Regions from separate parts of the Mus musculus genome. Here regions 1, 3 and 4 are each linked to region 2. A link is a contact called in public Micro-C and promoter capture Hi-C data. All regions are on one chromosome and are shown on one strand. The core of a region is the stretch at or near the end of the contact, and the rest is flanking DNA. Distances in the headings are between cores, read along the strand shown.

Region 1 (4,160 bases), core at 1,176-3,675, 240 kb before region 2:
TTTCTTTCTGGCTTTCTGTCCTTTCCCCCGGTCCCCCCACCCCACCCCCCACTCCTCTGCGCCACCAGCTGACAGACAGTCTTGCCATTTTGATCAGCCCTTCAGTGACCGGGTGGAGGTGATTGTGACTGTATCTTTAGCATCTCTGCAGTCCGCTTTCCTTGGCCTCGGTGCCCTCCTCACTGAATTTCACGGTAGACAGGATTTTCACTGTTACAGCTTGACTGCATGCCCAGCCCCCCTCTATTCATTTCCTCCACTTGCTTATGGTGTAAATGGGACAACTTGAGGTTATCCTGTGAGCTGGTTCCCAGTCCCCATTTTATCAAAGAAGGAACCCAAACTTCAAGAAGCTACAAGGTTAGCCTCATGTCAGACACACAAGAGAGTCAGAATTCAAACTCGGATCTCCTGGAGTCAATATCTAACTGCTAATCAGTTGTCCTCTTCAGCTCATCTCGTGGTCTTTCATCTCTCCTTAGCTTCCTCAGCATCTGTTCCCAAAGCCAGCCTTCCCCCAAATCTTTTAAAGGAGAATTCTAGAATCTTTGTTTTTATGTCAAATCATTGCCAGCTGTCTATTCTTTCTCTGAATGTGAGTGATATGGGGGTCTAGAAAGACTACACAGCACGTGTGGCCAATTCTATCCCACATCTGTGTCTTGTCTTGTGGTCAGGTGATGCACACAGCTTACTGAGTTACCAGGACTGGAGTGAAGTGTGTTCCACCTTGCAGAAGCCATTTGACCAAGTTCATTTCCTTCTCTTGTGGCCACCAGTTCTTCTGCCAACCAAAAGCACCTTGAGTGTAGTGACCTGGCTCTACCCAGCTCTGCCCCGTTAACGTTTTACTTTTGCATATGGCCCAGGAGACGAGACCTCTTAGCTATGTATAGAAGGGTAAAGAGGTAATGACTCTTTGGTTGTGCACAAAATTATCACTCCCAGGTTTTCTCTTGCCTCAGTTCAGGTAGGTGGAGAAGCTGCTGTCCAGAGACCAAGGAGTGTGTGGGTCAGCCCTGTTGGCCTTAAAAGTTGGGGAACAGTTTCAAGATTCTAGCATTCTCTCACTGTCTTCCCAGTGTCATGTCCTGAGCTATGATGTGATTCCAGCCTTCTCTGTTTGTTTTTAGCTAGATATTGGCTAAAGGAAGACGTGCTAGGAGGATAAGATGGTCACTAGATGACACACACCCTCCCCCCCACACACATTACAGCTCATCTTTTTAGCTGCTAAACTCCAGGAGTCTGTACAAAATTCAGTTCCAAGTAAGGCTACTCAAAAGTGACGCCCTTTTCTGGTTTCTGTGGGCACTGTACTCACATGGTGTAGTCACATGCAGGCAAAAATCCATATTCATAAGGTAAAAATAAACAATTTTTTTCTTAAAGTTAAGGCTACAAGCTTGAATTTAAACATTGTGTTCTTCATGCCACACTGATATAAATTACCATTGGCTGATTCACGTCATCCTGGTATGAATTTAGTTTGTTTGTTTGTTTTCTGTGCTGGGGTGAAATCAGGAGTTTCACACATGGTGTAGCCAGCTTACCGCTTGGCTACAGCCCCACCTTATCCATCCTTTCTGCAATATGGGATGGATTTTACTGTAAGCAAATATTGCTTGTCTCATTACACGTGGACCATTGTGTTCTTTATATAGCAGTGACCCTTTTGTCCTTCTTTGATAGCATGTGATCAGAGTTTGGGTCCTCCTATTCCTAGGGATATTGATAGCTTGATAGCGTGCAGTCTGCAGTGCTTGGGCAATCTTGACAGAGATTGGGGAGCATTTGCAGAGAGCTGTCAAAGGGTGCAGCCTGTGACGTGCTCTGGCACACATGTAGTCTGTGAGGCAGTAGGTTCGCAGGCTGTGGGTTCATAGTGCACTCGGGTTGTAGACCTGAGGAATTTGGAATGTGTGGGGTGGGCCTGGGCCGTTCTGACTTTACAGTGAAGTTGCCATTCACTGAGGGGCTCTGAGGTGCTCGGGTCTGCGCTTACATGGTGGAGAAAGTTCTTATCCATGATGTCAGTGGCACCTTAAACACCAGAACCTGTCCATTTTTTTTATGCAGGATTCCCTTCAGGATGGGTAGCTGACAGTAGCATAGAGTGCTGTTCCATAGCTTTAAGTATGCTGTACAGTTGGCAGATTTATAAAATAGCATAGGACTCTTGCTAAGAACAAGCCGTCTGCCTGCTAGCCAGCTCTAGACCTGTAAGTGAATGTCTCACAAAACTGAGAACTGTTAACTGAATAAACCAGGTCACACTGCACACCACTGCTCACCTTGCTGTGACATATGCATCCAACACATGTCTGACAAAGAGAGAATATCAGTGAGTAAGTGGGTTGGACCTGTGAGACCGGAGTGACCTGTCCTTGAGCCAGCTATTGATCCATGCTATCTCTTGAGATGTTGCGTATTAGTGTCTGCACAAAGAGCGTGTTGGGTCACTTGAAACTTTTACTCATAAGGGGTGTTCACTTACTGATGACTACACTGAGGGAAAATGATAGCCAATGTACTTTAAGGGCTCTAGACCAGTCTTGCTTTTAGTGTCTCTGTGACAACCCACTGAATCCTCGATCTGTTTCTACGGAAAGGACGCCTCTCAACTCTTACGTTTATAGATTGCCAGTGTTTTATTATATTACTTAATAGGTGCAAGAATATCACATCGTTGATATTTTGAATTTTTGATTTGTGTAACATGAGATAATGAACATTCTCACACTTCTGTGGGCAGATAGTACCGTGGCCTTTTTGAGTTCATTATTAATGGAAGAGGGTATTGAACTGGGCACATTTATTGACTAAATTGCAGGAAGCTTTCTAATTGTTTCGAGTTATTTTCTCCGCTCCCTTTGTGTTTCATTTTAAAGGTCACAGTTATGATGGCTCTGTTTCTGACTAGTCCCACAACTTCCTGTGGCTTCAGCTCCCTCTGAGGCCAGAGGGGTCTTCGGTTGCACAAGCTTCACAGGAAGTTGAGTGAGGATGAAGGTAGATTATAGAGAGTGGAATGAGAACCTAGAAAGCGCAGGTGTACAAAGTAAAGCCACGGCGCATGCGCCACGCCGTGCCGTTCACGGTTGTCTGGTCTGTTCACATCTGTGTGTCCTCCAGTAACAGCCTCAGCAAGTGTTTCCAGAGGTTACTCCTATCAATCAGGCTAATCGATAACATATAACTGTCCACTCTGCAAAGCAGTGTTACTTGGACAATGTGTTGCTTGGACAAGGTAGTCTTGTCCAAACATGACTGCAAGGATGAGCTGATAACAAGATTCTACTTCGGAGGAACCAAGTAAAGTTAGGAACTAGTTCAGAAAGGTTCTGGTGAACCGCAGCTCGGAGGAACCCTTGAGATGAGTGCGAGCGGCAGCTGCTGTGAGAGTAACCAGCAGTTGTTGGGGTGCCGCCTTCTTTCTGCCAGTCAGGGCCCCAGCCCGTGGGTGGTGTCGCCTCTGTTCAGAGTGTCCTCCCTCCTTGGTTAGAAGGACACTGGTCAACACTACTCAGAGGCGTGATTCTGAATCCGTGTCAGGTGGAGAATGGAAACTGTGTCCCTTGTCAGCTCCATCAATCATGTCCCTTTAAATTATAACATTGTGTCCCTGTCCTCTGAAAGAGTCACGTGCTGACCCCTGATTTACACATAAAAAAGTTTCAAGTTCTGCCTCCAAGAGCTTAAGACAAGCCATCCAACCAACCTGCTAGTAGTATATGACTTTTTTTTTTATTAGAAAAAGTATTTGCTTTTATTAGTGTTTATAAAGCATCCAGAGTAGGATAAAGTTTATCATTTATGACTATCATTTTCATTTTTTTCCATTTTTTAATTAGGTATTTAGCTCATTTACATTTCCAATGCTATATCAAAAGTCCCCCATACCCACCCAACCCCACTCCCCTACCCACCCACTCCCCCTTTTTGGCCCTGGCGTTCCCCTGTACTGGGGCATATAAAGTTTGCAAGTCCAATGGGCCTCTCTTTGCAGTGATGGCCGACTAGGCCATCTTTTGATACTTATGGAGCTAGAGACAAGAGCTCCGGGGTACTGCTTAGTTCATATTGTTGTTCCACCTATAGGGTTGCAGTTCCCTTTAGTTCCTTGGGTGCTTTCTCTAGTTCCTCCATTGGGGGCCCTG
Region 2 (3,858 bases), core at 559-3,058:
CAAATGTTCCTGGCACATTTGATATCACCAATGGACAACAGCCGCCTAATCAGGGTGAGATTGGAAGGCATTGTGTATACACATAATGGTGCATATCTGTTCTGTGTTCTTTGATTGGTTCAGTCGTGAGCTATAACCCAGGAGAGTTCATAGGAAGAGGGTACAAGGCAAAGGTTTCTGTTTCTAAAATTTGTTTTGGCTTTCTTCTCAATTCATTGATCTCAAACAATTCTCCCATAATTACCTCCATCTTTTTATAAAGGTAAAGTCTTGTATTCACTGTAATATTTATTAGGAATTTAGTACAGTTTATAAACTCTGTTAGTATGTTCTTTTGAATGGTTGCTGTTTTTAATTCTCCGATTGCAATGCTATGTAGATTTTTAAGTTTATTCTTAACCTCATAAGCCCTCTTGTAATTTCTAGCACGTGATTTTGCCAAATAGAGAGAGCACTTAACACTCTTGTAGAATGTGTTTCGGGAAAGCTTTTTTTTTTTTTTTTTTCCCAGTAGGATTCAACCGTGGGAGAGTCCTGGGAACAGCATCAGCAGCTTCAGCGTGGATACAGGCATGGGTCCTTCTAGGACCCCATCTGGATGAGGACCAGCATGGTGATGCATTTGTGTTTGCAGCTATTGTTAATTGGTGATAGGTACCCTTTGCATGTGAAGAATCCCAACCGATTTAATTTGTATGTTTTCTCCACAGACCAGCAGTTGCGGATGACTTATGCTATCTACAATCCTGCTGTGGGATATGGTTTTCAATAGTGGAGTTGCAAAGAAATCAAGAATTTGTTTTGTTTTTTTAATTTTCCTGGCAAAATGCCTCAGATACCCTCTCACCCAGGAAGTGGTGTTCTAGAGCCATTAAGCTTGTAAGGCCGTGCAGATAGGTGCCGTGCCCACGGGTTTCAAAAGCAGGAGGGGGCCATTGAAACTGACAAACCCAAATGGATTTGGAAATAGTGGGTCAAGTGCAAAGACTTCAAGAGCAAAGAGCACATGCAAGCTGCTAGGGAAGGCCGGGAGGGAGGGGTGGGGGGGGTGGGTGTGCTTCGGTGGATAGACAAGTGTCTGAGAGTTTGGAGGCTGAAGCAAATTTGACAGGGGGTGGGGGTTGGAGACAAAGGAAGGTGATCTTAGCTGGGTTCTGTCCTAACACAATGAATTCAGACAATTCAGCCCCTGGCTATTTGACTCTGTCCTTTGCTCTGGCCCTGGGGGCGGTGGTGAGAGGAGTTGGTGGGTCTCCTCTCTGGATCCCTTTCCCGCTGGCTAAACCGCCTTTGATATCTGTGGTATCTATTGGAAAGTGTATCTTCAGTGCCTGGGGGATGTGTCTGGACCCAAGCATCCAAGCTCTGTGAAAGTTTGCAGTTTCCCGAAGTAGAAATCAGGACCTGTAAACTTGTGCCTCCAGCCTCTGCTTTAAAAGCACCGCAGACCACTCTCCACCCTGCGGTTTTCCTGGGCCACGGACCGACTTTCTTCCCGCCCGCCCCGCCGGCTCTGGTCCACGATAGGCACTGGGACAGCGTGAGGAGAGAACCCCGCAGGGCTCCGGGACCCCTTCTCAGGGATCGCGCGCGTCGCCCACACTCTCCCGGGCCCTGTAGGACCCTCCCCCCCGGAGGCCGGGCTTCGCCGACCCCTCCCCGAGCGGCGGCCGGAGGCGGGGATGCTGAGTGGCAGCGGCCGGCCTGGGCTGCGAGGTTCGGCCGCCTCCTCCCGCTGCGCCCGCCCCTCGGCCTCCGCCCCGGCGCCGCCGACCCTCGTCTGCTCCCGCCCTCGCCCCTGCGGGTCCGCCGGGGCCAGATCGAGGCTGCAGCGAGGAGGCGGCACAGAGAGCCCGGCTGGGGAAGGCTGCACGCGCCCGGGCCAGAGCGGGGCGTTAGGAGCCGGCTGCCCCGGCCAGGTAGGTGCTGCGCGGGGAGCCCGGGAGGGGGCCGGTCCCCGACAGTGCACGGGGGCGCGGAGGGACGGGCGGCGGGTGCCGGGGCAGGAAGGATCCGCTGCAGCGCCGGCCCGCCGCAGACGTGGAAGAAGTTGAGCCTGGAAGCGCTTTTTCCCGGGGAGCTGTAGTGGTCCCCTCCAGCCCCGGTCCGTACCGCGTGGGTCTCACCGGCCACAGACCTCAGCTGCATCTCAGACCTGGGCTGCATTTTTTGTGGCCAGTGCAGAGGGGTGAGGGCTGGCGAGGAGGTGGGCGGGGAGTTGGGGAACACCACATCTGGGGTGGATGAAGGACTCAGAGAGATGGGTTTGAATGCAGTCCCTACCCCCACCCGGCCGCACTTCTCTCTCAGTCTATTCGCGGTCGCGTGCTCTCTGAACTGAGAAAAGCAAAAAGAGTTTCTTCAAGTCGGCTCAACTTTTCTGTTAATTCAGGAGGTTCGGGAGTTTGTATGGAAGTAAGGGCAAAAGACTCTCATCCTCGCACCCTACCTCACTCCTGCCCGGGCAGTTTCCTGTACTCTGTGCCATGATTGTTTTTGTGCTTGTAGATTACAGCTGGTGACCTATATGGAAAAGTGGAACCACTGCCGGCGAGTGTGTGTTGGAGCCACAGGGCGGCAAGGTGTGGGGGGCTAAGTCAGAGTTCCTTCGAAGGGACTTTAATTCTCTGAACACTCTTCCTGTCCAGCTCAAAGAGAGGATGGGATAAGGAATAATTTATCTTGCTCTTTCTGATGCTCTTCTAATCATTTTTTTTAAAAACTCCCTTTCAAATTAAGAGATAGAGAACACGCATGCGATGGTTAAATATTTTAAAGACAGGGAAGATGAACATCTCTCTCTGCAATCAGGCTAATAGGGCTAGCCTGTGTTGGAACATCTGATTCTGATGAAATATTTGAAAGGTTTAAAGCAATACCAGACGATGTCATTAAAAAAAAATAGAGTGACCTGCAGTAGGTCATACAGAGCAGTGTGGCCTGTGGTCTGTGACAGCATTTTATAGCGGGAGGTGGAGCACTGTAAGCTTAAAGAGAAGAGGGTGGGAAAGGGGGCTGCTCATTTGTCTTGAACCAGTCTAGTTAGGAAGAGTGATTACACTGCAAATGAACATTTGTGAATATAATTTGAGTCATGATACATGAACCAGCCATTTGTCTGAAGGAAAAAAAGGATCTTTGTAGATGAGAGCAAAGCAGTGCCTTATGGGGGAAAAATAAGCATACCGTTTATCCATGTGCGCAACTCAGAATTGACAGCACCTGCTAACAACAGAGGCATGGGCTTAGAGATTTGGCTGCAAGCAAGGTTGAACAAGGCAGGGAGAAAAGTCTACAGCAGGAGATAGTTACAAAAGAATGGATAGAAAACTTCAGGTGTGTGTGTGTACACACACACTGCAAAAAAAAAAAAAAGTCTTCATTTTCTATATATCTTTACTGCAAAGAATTGCCAACACAGGAGGATTAAAATGTAGGAGAGTCCTGGGGCTGGAGAGATGACTCAGTGGTTAAGAGCACTTGCTGAGGTCCCATGACCCAAATCAGACAGCTCCCAACTGGATCAGTGCCTCTGGCTTCCACAGGCGTTTGCACTGTGGACATACCCAGGTGCAAGCACACAACTAGACATAATTAAAAATAAATCTTAAAAAGCTTTTCAGGAGACTCAGATTTAGTCTGTTGGGTCCCCATTGTGTGAAGCCTATGTGAATGTTAGCAAGCTCCGTTCTAGCTCTCCGCTGCGGTCTCTGTGTCTACCTAGTGGGGGCTGGAACTGTGGCTCTGGTGTTATGAGCTCTTGTTGCTCTCTCATGAGGACTGGGGTTCTAAGCCCAGCATCCATCTCAGATGGCTCACAAATGCCTAGGACTCCAGCTCTGAGGGATCCCATGCTCT
Region 3 (4,013 bases), core at 367-2,866, 150 kb before region 2:
GTGTGTGTGTGTGTGTGTGTGTGTGTGTGTGTGTATATATATATATATATATATATATATATATATATATGCTCCTGTTTCCATGGTGACCTGCCTATGGATCACATGTGTAGGTGTCCGTGGCATGGTCTTTCCTCATAAGCATACACCAGGATGTGACTCTTTATACTTGCTTGAACAGTCAAATGGATGTGAATATACATCTTTGACAGAGCATGTGGCAAAAACTTGGAATAGTGAACCCAGTCTGGGGTCAGTCATTTGGCAGAGAGGCTCTGACACCATGGATGGGTAATGGGTTTTGATCTGCACTAATATTTTGCCTTTTTCCAATATTAAGTTTCTGCTTTCAATGTTTTTAGGGATAAAATGTGGTCAGAATTCTGTGCTCATTGCTTCATAGAATATATAGTTCCTGAGGTCCTCTGTAATTCTGATGTTGATACACCCCTAGGAGAATTGGCATGTCCCATTCGCACATCTGGTTTGCTTTAGGCAAGGGAACTTTCTCGTGCCAGAATGGCTTTTGGTGGATATAGGAAATCTGCTTTATGTTGAGCCTCTGCAACTCACAGATGCAAATGTTTAAAAACACGGCCATTTCTTCATCTGAAACGTCCCCAGTCACTACTTTCGTCCAAAAAAAAAAAGAAAAGAAAGAAAGAAAAGAAAAGAAAACCCACAAAAGAAACCCAAAACCCTTACAGTGTTATAAATTCATTGTACACAATCCATATCCACTCATCTCATGGCTCATATCAGAGCGGACTTAACTGTTTGGTGGCATCCTAGGGTGCATGCCCATGTCCTGGTCTGCTCTGCTAGGTTATGTCCTCTTGGTGGAATGTATTATTATTCTCCTCCATGGGGAAGGACCTCAGACACATCGCCATCTGCTTGGGAAGATGATGCAGCCCCGTTAACCCTGAGGTGGTGCTATGTGGTGGATGATATGTGGTGACAGGCCTCTTGCCCTCCACCTGCCTCCAAAAGCAAGAAGCCCCTCCAAACTGCTGTGCCTGCAGCGTCAACCTTTTTTTTTCTCCAAATTTGAAATTTAACCTAATGCTTTAGGTCCTGTATTTTCTATGAGAAACCTAACTTTTCCTGTATTGCTAATTGTTATATTGGATTATTTTAAAAGAAAACAGAAAAAAATTTTATGTAGGAAAAAGTTTAACTATGTTAACAGCACTAGGTCAAAGATTCAAGACCTTTGAGAGCTTGGAAGAAGGAATCACCCCCAGTCATGTTGTAATACAACTGAACACAGGGCTTTGTGGCTGAAGTAGCTACCCCTTCACCCCCAACCCCCACATTCAACTCACATATTCCCTGGTGGCTCTAACTGTTTGCAAAAGGAAGGCCTTGCATTATAGTCTCTTAAAATGCATACAAAATAAAAACTTAAAAGCCATTCGGTGAGAATTAGAGGTTCATGGCTGAAGGTACAGCCTTGAACGAGAACTGGGTAGTTCTCTCGTGTCCCCAGAAAATGAGCTCACATGGCAAAAACAGACAAAGTCTACCCCCTGCCAAACTCCATGTCAGCAGAAATCTGGTCTGCTTTCCCAAATGGAATGTGGATTTCCAAACTCGAGACGATCTCTTTCCAAAGCAAATGAGAAACAAATACGTCCTGGGCACTGGCTCTGCTTTCCATCCAGGGCACAGATTTCCCACTGGGTTGTTCCTGTCTGCCATTTCCCAACCAGCACGTGGTCCTGGGACTTAATAGAGTCAAAAAGCCCGTGCTGGATGTAGATAAAATCTCTCTCACTCTGACTTGCCTTACTGCTCTGATTCACAGCACAGCAGCCTCAGTGTCTGTCCCGTGAAAACAAATGACCAAGGTTTTGTGGAAAAGACTAGATCTGGGTCCTGCTGACATAGTCAGTGCACCAGCCTCTGCCCACACCAACAGCCTCTGAGTCCTGTCTGTTGCCAGCAGTCCTAAGGCCAGCCAAGATGGGGGGGTGGGGGGGGGAGAGAACATGTAACCTGAGAAGTGTATCAGTGGGTAGTGGGGCCGTGGCAGGCCTGCAGGCAAGGGAAGTCCTGTCCCCCCTGGACTTATAGCTGGGACACTGATCACTGCAGGACCTGGAGTGAGATGGCAAGTATGGACAGGTGTCCCAAGTCACACAGTTGAGGCTCCATTCTAGTGTTAGGCCAGGCCCTGACTCTAGCAACCTCAGGCAACCTCAGCATGACAGGTACCTTTCCGAGCTCCCCGTGAAAGGTGGGAACTAGTTAAAAGGCAGCCACCTCATGCCTCCACCTCTGACCAGGCCTGGCCTTTCCCCCATGTTTGTCACGATGCCTATGGAAAACCCTTCAGTGAGCCCTTGATGCTGATCCAAGGCAAAGCGAACACCAGGCCATACTGCAGAGCCTCTGCACAGGCTGGGTTCTGCTTAGCACTGTCCCCTTGCCCTCCCTGAGCCATGCACCCTTGGTTTCAGCTAGCCTTCATGCTGATCTTTGGCCCCTACTGTATTTTTCTGCATCTCTGTGTGGTAAAACTGTGGTAAAAGCCCATTTCAGATGGGCTCTCCATGTTGGGCCTTCCTGCCCATCACCACTCTACCTTTCTTGGTAGAATTAAATACTGATTTTACCTCAGCATTTTTGATGCATTTAGCTCATCACTATAGGGTTATTTGTCCCCAGAGACCTGGAGGCCTGTTCATACCTCTTGGTGTTTCTCACAGCCCACTCCTGGGCACGTAGCTTATCCGTCACAAGCATCTGTTTTTACAGTTCATACCAAGATGGAAGCCTTTGATTCATTATCATTTTGGCTCTGATTAATTGAGGAAATAAAAGCAGGGCCTGTGGGACATCCAGTTGACATTTATTGGTAACTTCTCCACCCATTACAGGCCCAGCAAAAAAAGTCATCCTAGTTCCTTGAAGCATAGCATAGAGGCCCATTCTGAGGCAGGAAGATCCACTGTACTGAGAGCTCACAATGAAATTGATCCCCTGGGGCCTTCAAAAGTATTTGGCTTTTGGAAGCGCCTGTGGCTCCAGAGGTCAGTGGGCTGCTTTGATGGAAGTTCCCTGTTCCAGAGGTATAAATGCAATGCAGATTGGATCTCACTCCACCCAGTACAGGATGCCCCTGCCAGCACACTGGGCCCTGCCTAAGACTTGCCTCCTCATGAGGTCACAGACTTCATCAGAAAAGTGCCCGGGGGCCTGGGGAGATGGCTCAGTCTATATTTGCCCATGTAAACGTGAGGACTTGGGCCCAAATCTCTAGCACTCACGTAAAAGTTAGGTCTTACAGGATGGTCTATGGTCCCTGAGCTGATAAAGTGGAAATGCGTAGATCCCTGGAGCTCACTGGCTAGCCTATTCAGCTAAAGAGGTGAACTGCAGGTACAGTGAGAGACTGGGATAAAACCAAAACTATAACTGAAGTCAATTAAAACAACGGCAACAAGACCAACAATATTGACCTCTGCCTATGTACATACACACATTTATCTCTTCTCTCTCTCTCTCTCTCTCTCTCTCTCTCTCTCTCTCTCTCTCTCTGTCATACACACACACACACACACAGATAGAAATTTGTGAAGAGTCAGACTTTCAAACACCAACTGAATGTGTAAGAGCTACCAGAGACATGTCTACTCATCTTTGCATATTAACTCAATTTTAATGTGACAATCATACTGGATTATAAGTGTGCTTGTTTTAAAATTCTTTGTCTTTTAGACACGTGCTGAAACAGTTACAGAGGAAATGATGTTTGACAGTGGGTTTGAAATAATATAGAAAGGAGAGACTGAGAAGTCAAGAGGAAACATAGCCACAGGCTGGTGATTGCTAGAGCTGAGTTTGGGATAATACTTAGTTTTTCATGATGTCTGATATTTTTCATAACAAGGTGATTTTAGCAGAAAGGCTACTTTGTTCCTGGGCTCTCCTGTCTGAGATTTTCTCTTACTGTGTCTCTTTGCTTTGTCCAAGTTTGCTCATGAGGACCCTTAGTAGGAGAGGCC
Region 4 (3,744 bases), core at 20-2,519, 230 kb after region 2:
GTACACTACCTAGTGAGACCCTGTCTCAAAACAACAATGAAAACCAAAACAAAAAAGCAAATGAATAGATCGGGAGGACCAGGTGTTGAAAGTTACAGTCAACTCAACCATAACAGCTTTCTCTGTAGTTTTGCAAAATGAGTCCAGCTGTCAGGTATAAGGGGGATAACTTCATTAAAAGAATCCTTCATGAAGACATGAGGTTAAAACCATCAGAACAGGGGTGCCTTTTGCTTCAATATTGCAGGTAAGCCACAAAAGGACTAAAAAGAGGTAAACCCAACAGGCCAGAAGCAGCACTTGGGTGCCCACAAATTAGTTCCTACTTCACCTTTGAGACTACAAATTAAAGTTTGAGCTGCACACAGTCAGAGCAATTAAGAAAGAACTAACCAAGCCAACAGTTGGAAGAAATTGCCTTGCTATGCCTCACAGTCTTTAAGAAAACCAAAGTACTTTTCAAGGCAAAGTTCTCGGACGCGGCATTAAATTTTAGAGCAGATGCCTAACATTTAAATGGCCTGCCTAGGCATTTATTTCTATGCCAAGCCCTTCTGAGGCTTGGGATCCGATCAGGTCCACTCCATGAAGGAAAGAGCTCACTCACGTGAGGAACGGAATCCTCAAACAGCTCGGATCCCCGGTGACGCACTCCCAGCTTGGAAAATGGCCCAGGGTCCACCTCCCTAACAGCAGCTAGGTGGGGAGATGCCCGTGTGCACTATTGTTTCCAGATGTTTATTTATTTTTAACTTCTGTTTGATGCCCGTTCCCCTAAACTGGGCCCGGTGGGGAAGGGGGCCTCTGGCAGCGCCACTGGTGGCTCTGGGAGCAACCGAGTTTTGATAATAAAAAACACCCCTTTATCCTTTTATCGCAGCGTCCGTGTATCCGCGCCTCTCTCCCGCACACCTTGGCCGTCACCGGCACGCAGCGCCGGTGCCAGGTCCCCATGACAACCCCAGCCCGGGCGCCCCGGCCTCCCGGCCCCCGCCCCGCGGCCCGCCGTGCCGACCGGACTAGTGGCGGCCACACATGCCCCGCTCCGCTCCGGACCCGGCTCCCGGTCCGGCCGGTCCGCGGCCCGGTGCGAGCCTCCTGGCTGGTGGCGCGGCCAGTGGTGACGCTGCGTCCCGAGACCCTCCCGACAGGGCCTCCACGGCCACCGCGACGCCCAACGCGGGCCAGGGCCGCGGCCGGGCGCTCACCTTGAACGGGTTGTTGAGATCCGGATCCGCAAACGGGTTGCTGTCAAAATCCGACATTGCCCCGGCACTGCGCGTCACCCACCCGAGCCCGGCGCCGAGACACAGACGAGGCGAGGCCGCCGCCCCCCTGCGCGCTCACGTCGCCGCCGCCGCCGCACAGATCCGGGTGCAGCTCGCGGGCCACCGAGCCGGCCGTGCCACTGAGCATGCCCGGTGCGGCGGAGGCCCGCGGCGCCCAGCCATCCGGCCGTCCCTTCCCGCCTGGATCTGCGCTCCGGGCTCTGCCTCCGACCGAAGGGCGAGCGCAGGCGGAGGGCAGGTTCCAAGCCCCGGGCCGTGGACCCACCTAGTGCGGCTTGGGGAAGGGGTGGTGGCCTGTGTAGGGGAGGACGGTGCGCGCAGGTCCCACGTGGCAGGTGGGGGAGACAAGACTTGGAGAGCGAGTAGCTGAGGTGCGAAAACATCCGCCGCAGACACCAAAGATTCCAGACCCCAGAGAGGATAGGAACCCTAAAGCAACTTAAAACATCGCTGCCCGACACACCCCAACCTGGGAAACCCAGCCGGTCCTCCGATCCCAGGTTACTGCGAAGTCACGGAAAGCGGCTTCGCGCTGAGGATCCGGAGTTGCTCCAAGAAAAGGCAACATTCACTGCGGGGAGGGGGGGGGGGCAGCCTCTGTCTCCCATCCTCCCTCCCCACTCATAAATAATGGGGGGTGGGGGCACGTGGGACGGCCGAGTAGGTGGCAGAGTCTATCGACCCAGACCCTCAAGTTACTGATAATGGAAGAGAAATTGTTGACGTTTATTTTCAGGCATTTGGATGCAGAATACACACCTCCTAATATTTGCCTTTTTTCTTCCAAGTGCCGGGAATGATTATTGAAAACTACAGTAAATGACATATCAGTCATTGCACCACCCGGAACTTGTTGAGAGGACATGGCTTTCTCAACTCTATCCTTCCTTCCACTTTTAACAGAAGGGCACTTGGGTGAACCCAGAATTATTTTTATTTGGCAGGGACCTAAGAACTGGAAAAACCCAGATTTAATTATCCATAGCTTTTTGAGGGCCTTGCGCTAGGCAAAGTCACCTAGGCAATAATAACTTTCCCCAATGTGAAAGCGCACCCACCCACCCACGCACAACGTGCTGTAGTCTGGTAGAATCCAGGTTGGGATGACAAAGCAGCTGCTTCTAAGGCAGCCAACTAATTAGGAAGTAGGCATCCAACAGTGATCACCACAAGGTGGAAAGAATCTAAGATTGGGGGCTCTGCTCCCAGATCCTCGGCAGCTGCCTGTACCTGGTTCTGACTCAGGGTTCAGCACCTGTTGAAATCCAAGCTCAACTACAAAAGTTACTTTGTGCTCCTGTGCTAACCTCTCTGAGTGTTAGAGGCTAAAGAATAAGTATGAAAAACTGCGTAAAACGTGCCCCGCATGTCTTTAAATCCAGGTAAATATTGGCTGAACGTGTGCAAACAGCGAGGGTACCTACCCTGCCCCTTGTTCTGTGGGTTGTCTCATCTCTCCTGAACCTGACCTTATCCAGCTGATTCCCATTGTTTGGGCTCTCAATCCTTCCAAGGATCCCCCAGATGACTCAAGTATTCAGACTATTATACTTAACTTCTGTGTTCCAAGCCCATAGAGATCAGCTGAGCATGCAATGCCTGGTGGAAATTTCCAACTGTACTCTCTCTCGCTCTCTCTTTTTTTTTAAGCTAAAGATGCACTCACTGCTCCAACCCCACGGAGTTCCTGGGCAGACACCCAGGCCTGTGCGTCTCCTAGCCCCAAGAGTTTGCATTAGGGTTCCCAAATAGGGACCCTGCATCTTCATTTTTAAAAAGGTCTTTATATAAATGTTATTGTGTATAAATTCCTAAAACAGGTTCAAAACATAACTATGGGCTGTTATGATTTTGTTTCCTAGTACTGGCATTAAAATACCCTGGCAGAAAGCAATCCCAACAGAAAGGAGGTCTATTCGGCTCACATTTCAAGTTGTCTATTGTTTCAGTACATCAAGACAGGAACTTGGAGCAGCTATTAACTCAAATGTAAGGAATGATGGTGCCCACGAGGGTCTGGCTCTTCCTATATCAATTAACATAACCAAGCCAGTCCTGTGCAGCATGCCCATTGGCCAAACTACTCAGGCAATCCCTCATGAAGCCCCCTCCTTCCCAATGGTTCTATGTGTGTCAGACTGACAACCGAAACTATCCATGGATTCGGCTTGACTTTGTTTAGTGGTGGTGGTTTTGTCTTCTCCTACCAACTTTGTATTCTCAACATTATTACGTACACTCTAATGCCACACCTATCCCTCAGTCTTGCCAACCTTCTTAAGCTCTTGCTGTCCTGACACTGGAGAAACAGGGTATGACCCATGTCCCCAGCCTGTTTTCCTCTCTGGGACATGTGCAAAGTTACTAAGTAAGCTGTGTACTTGCCAAGGAGACTGCCTAGGGCTTCTTCACCATGACACAGAAATATTGTCACTTTTTATTTGAACGGTGATGG

Evidence for each region. Promoter capture Hi-C pulls out the DNA fragments that hold promoters and counts their contacts. A called contact is a pair of places that touch in the nucleus more often than the background predicts.
Region 1: a promoter capture Hi-C map of liver shows a contact between it and region 2. The contact joins the enhancer-like site here to the promoter of Lhfpl2 in region 2. A contact is called at or near these places in 11 of 39 promoter capture datasets (3T3-L1-derived adipocytes, the C10 cell line, the HPC-7 cell line and 8 more), 2 of 15 datasets of contacts at CTCF or cohesin (embryonic stem cells and pro-B cells), 18 of 484 Hi-C or Micro-C datasets (the AtT-20 cell line, ECoMG myeloid progenitors, the HL-1 cell line and 11 more), 15 of 115 datasets of contacts at active chromatin or transcription factors (the NIH/3T3 cell line, bone marrow-derived dendritic cells, bone marrow-derived macrophages and 9 more) and 1 of 9 other capture datasets (embryonic stem cells).
Region 3: a contact with region 2 is called in a Micro-C map of brown adipocytes, with 5 times the contacts expected there. The contact joins the enhancer-like site here to the promoter of Lhfpl2 in region 2. A contact is called at or near these places in 12 of 39 promoter capture datasets (the 3T3-L1 cell line, 3T3-L1-derived adipocytes, the HPC-7 cell line and 7 more), 12 of 484 Hi-C or Micro-C datasets (the N1E-115 cell line, beige adipocytes, bone marrow-derived macrophages and 8 more), 11 of 115 datasets of contacts at active chromatin or transcription factors (bone marrow-derived macrophages, craniofacial prominence, embryonic limb bud and 5 more) and 4 of 9 other capture datasets (adipose tissue, embryonic stem cells, liver and 1 more).
Region 4: a contact with region 2 is called in a Micro-C map of embryonic stem cells, with 2.6 times the contacts expected there. The contact joins the promoter of Scamp1 here to the promoter of Lhfpl2 in region 2. A contact is called at or near these places in 13 of 39 promoter capture datasets (the 3T3-L1 cell line, cranial neural crest, embryonic stem cells and 8 more), 1 of 15 datasets of contacts at CTCF or cohesin (the NIH/3T3 cell line), 5 of 484 Hi-C or Micro-C datasets (embryonic fibroblasts and embryonic stem cells), 4 of 115 datasets of contacts at active chromatin or transcription factors (craniofacial prominence, embryonic forebrain, extraembryonic endoderm stem cells and 1 more) and 1 of 9 other capture datasets (adipose tissue).

What each region holds. Positions count from the first base shown.
Region 1 is chr13:93,811,861-93,816,020 of GRCm38.p6, forward strand. All of the region lies in intron 4 of Arsb (arylsulfatase B), which reads left to right. Among named protein-coding and RNA genes, the nearest start is that of Mir5624, 23 kb to the left of the region's middle. Within about 2 kb of position 2,426, at least 29 of the 459 cell types and tissues checked have an H3K27ac peak or open chromatin away from gene starts, as enhancers often do. A contact at or near this core is called in liver and memory CD8 T cells, where this site is marked.
Region 2 is chr13:94,055,988-94,059,845 of GRCm38.p6, forward strand. It overlaps Lhfpl2 (lipoma HMGIC fusion partner-like 2), which reads left to right and starts at 1,809. Exons shown (of 4, transcript NM_172589.2): 1 at 1,809-1,919.
Region 3 is chr13:93,909,570-93,913,582 of GRCm38.p6, forward strand. All of the region lies in intron 6 of Arsb (arylsulfatase B), which reads left to right. Among named protein-coding and RNA genes, the nearest start is that of Mir5624, 120 kb to the left of the region's middle. Within about 2 kb of position 1,617, at least 48 of the 459 cell types and tissues checked have an H3K27ac peak or open chromatin away from gene starts, as enhancers often do. A contact at or near this core is called in 3T3-L1-derived adipocytes, the N1E-115 cell line, adipose tissue and 5 more, where this site is marked.
Region 4 is chr13:94,284,012-94,287,755 of GRCm38.p6, forward strand. It overlaps Scamp1 (secretory carrier membrane protein 1), which reads right to left and starts at 1,270. Exons shown (of 9, transcript NM_029153.1): 1 at 1,209-1,270. The coding sequence starts at 1,265.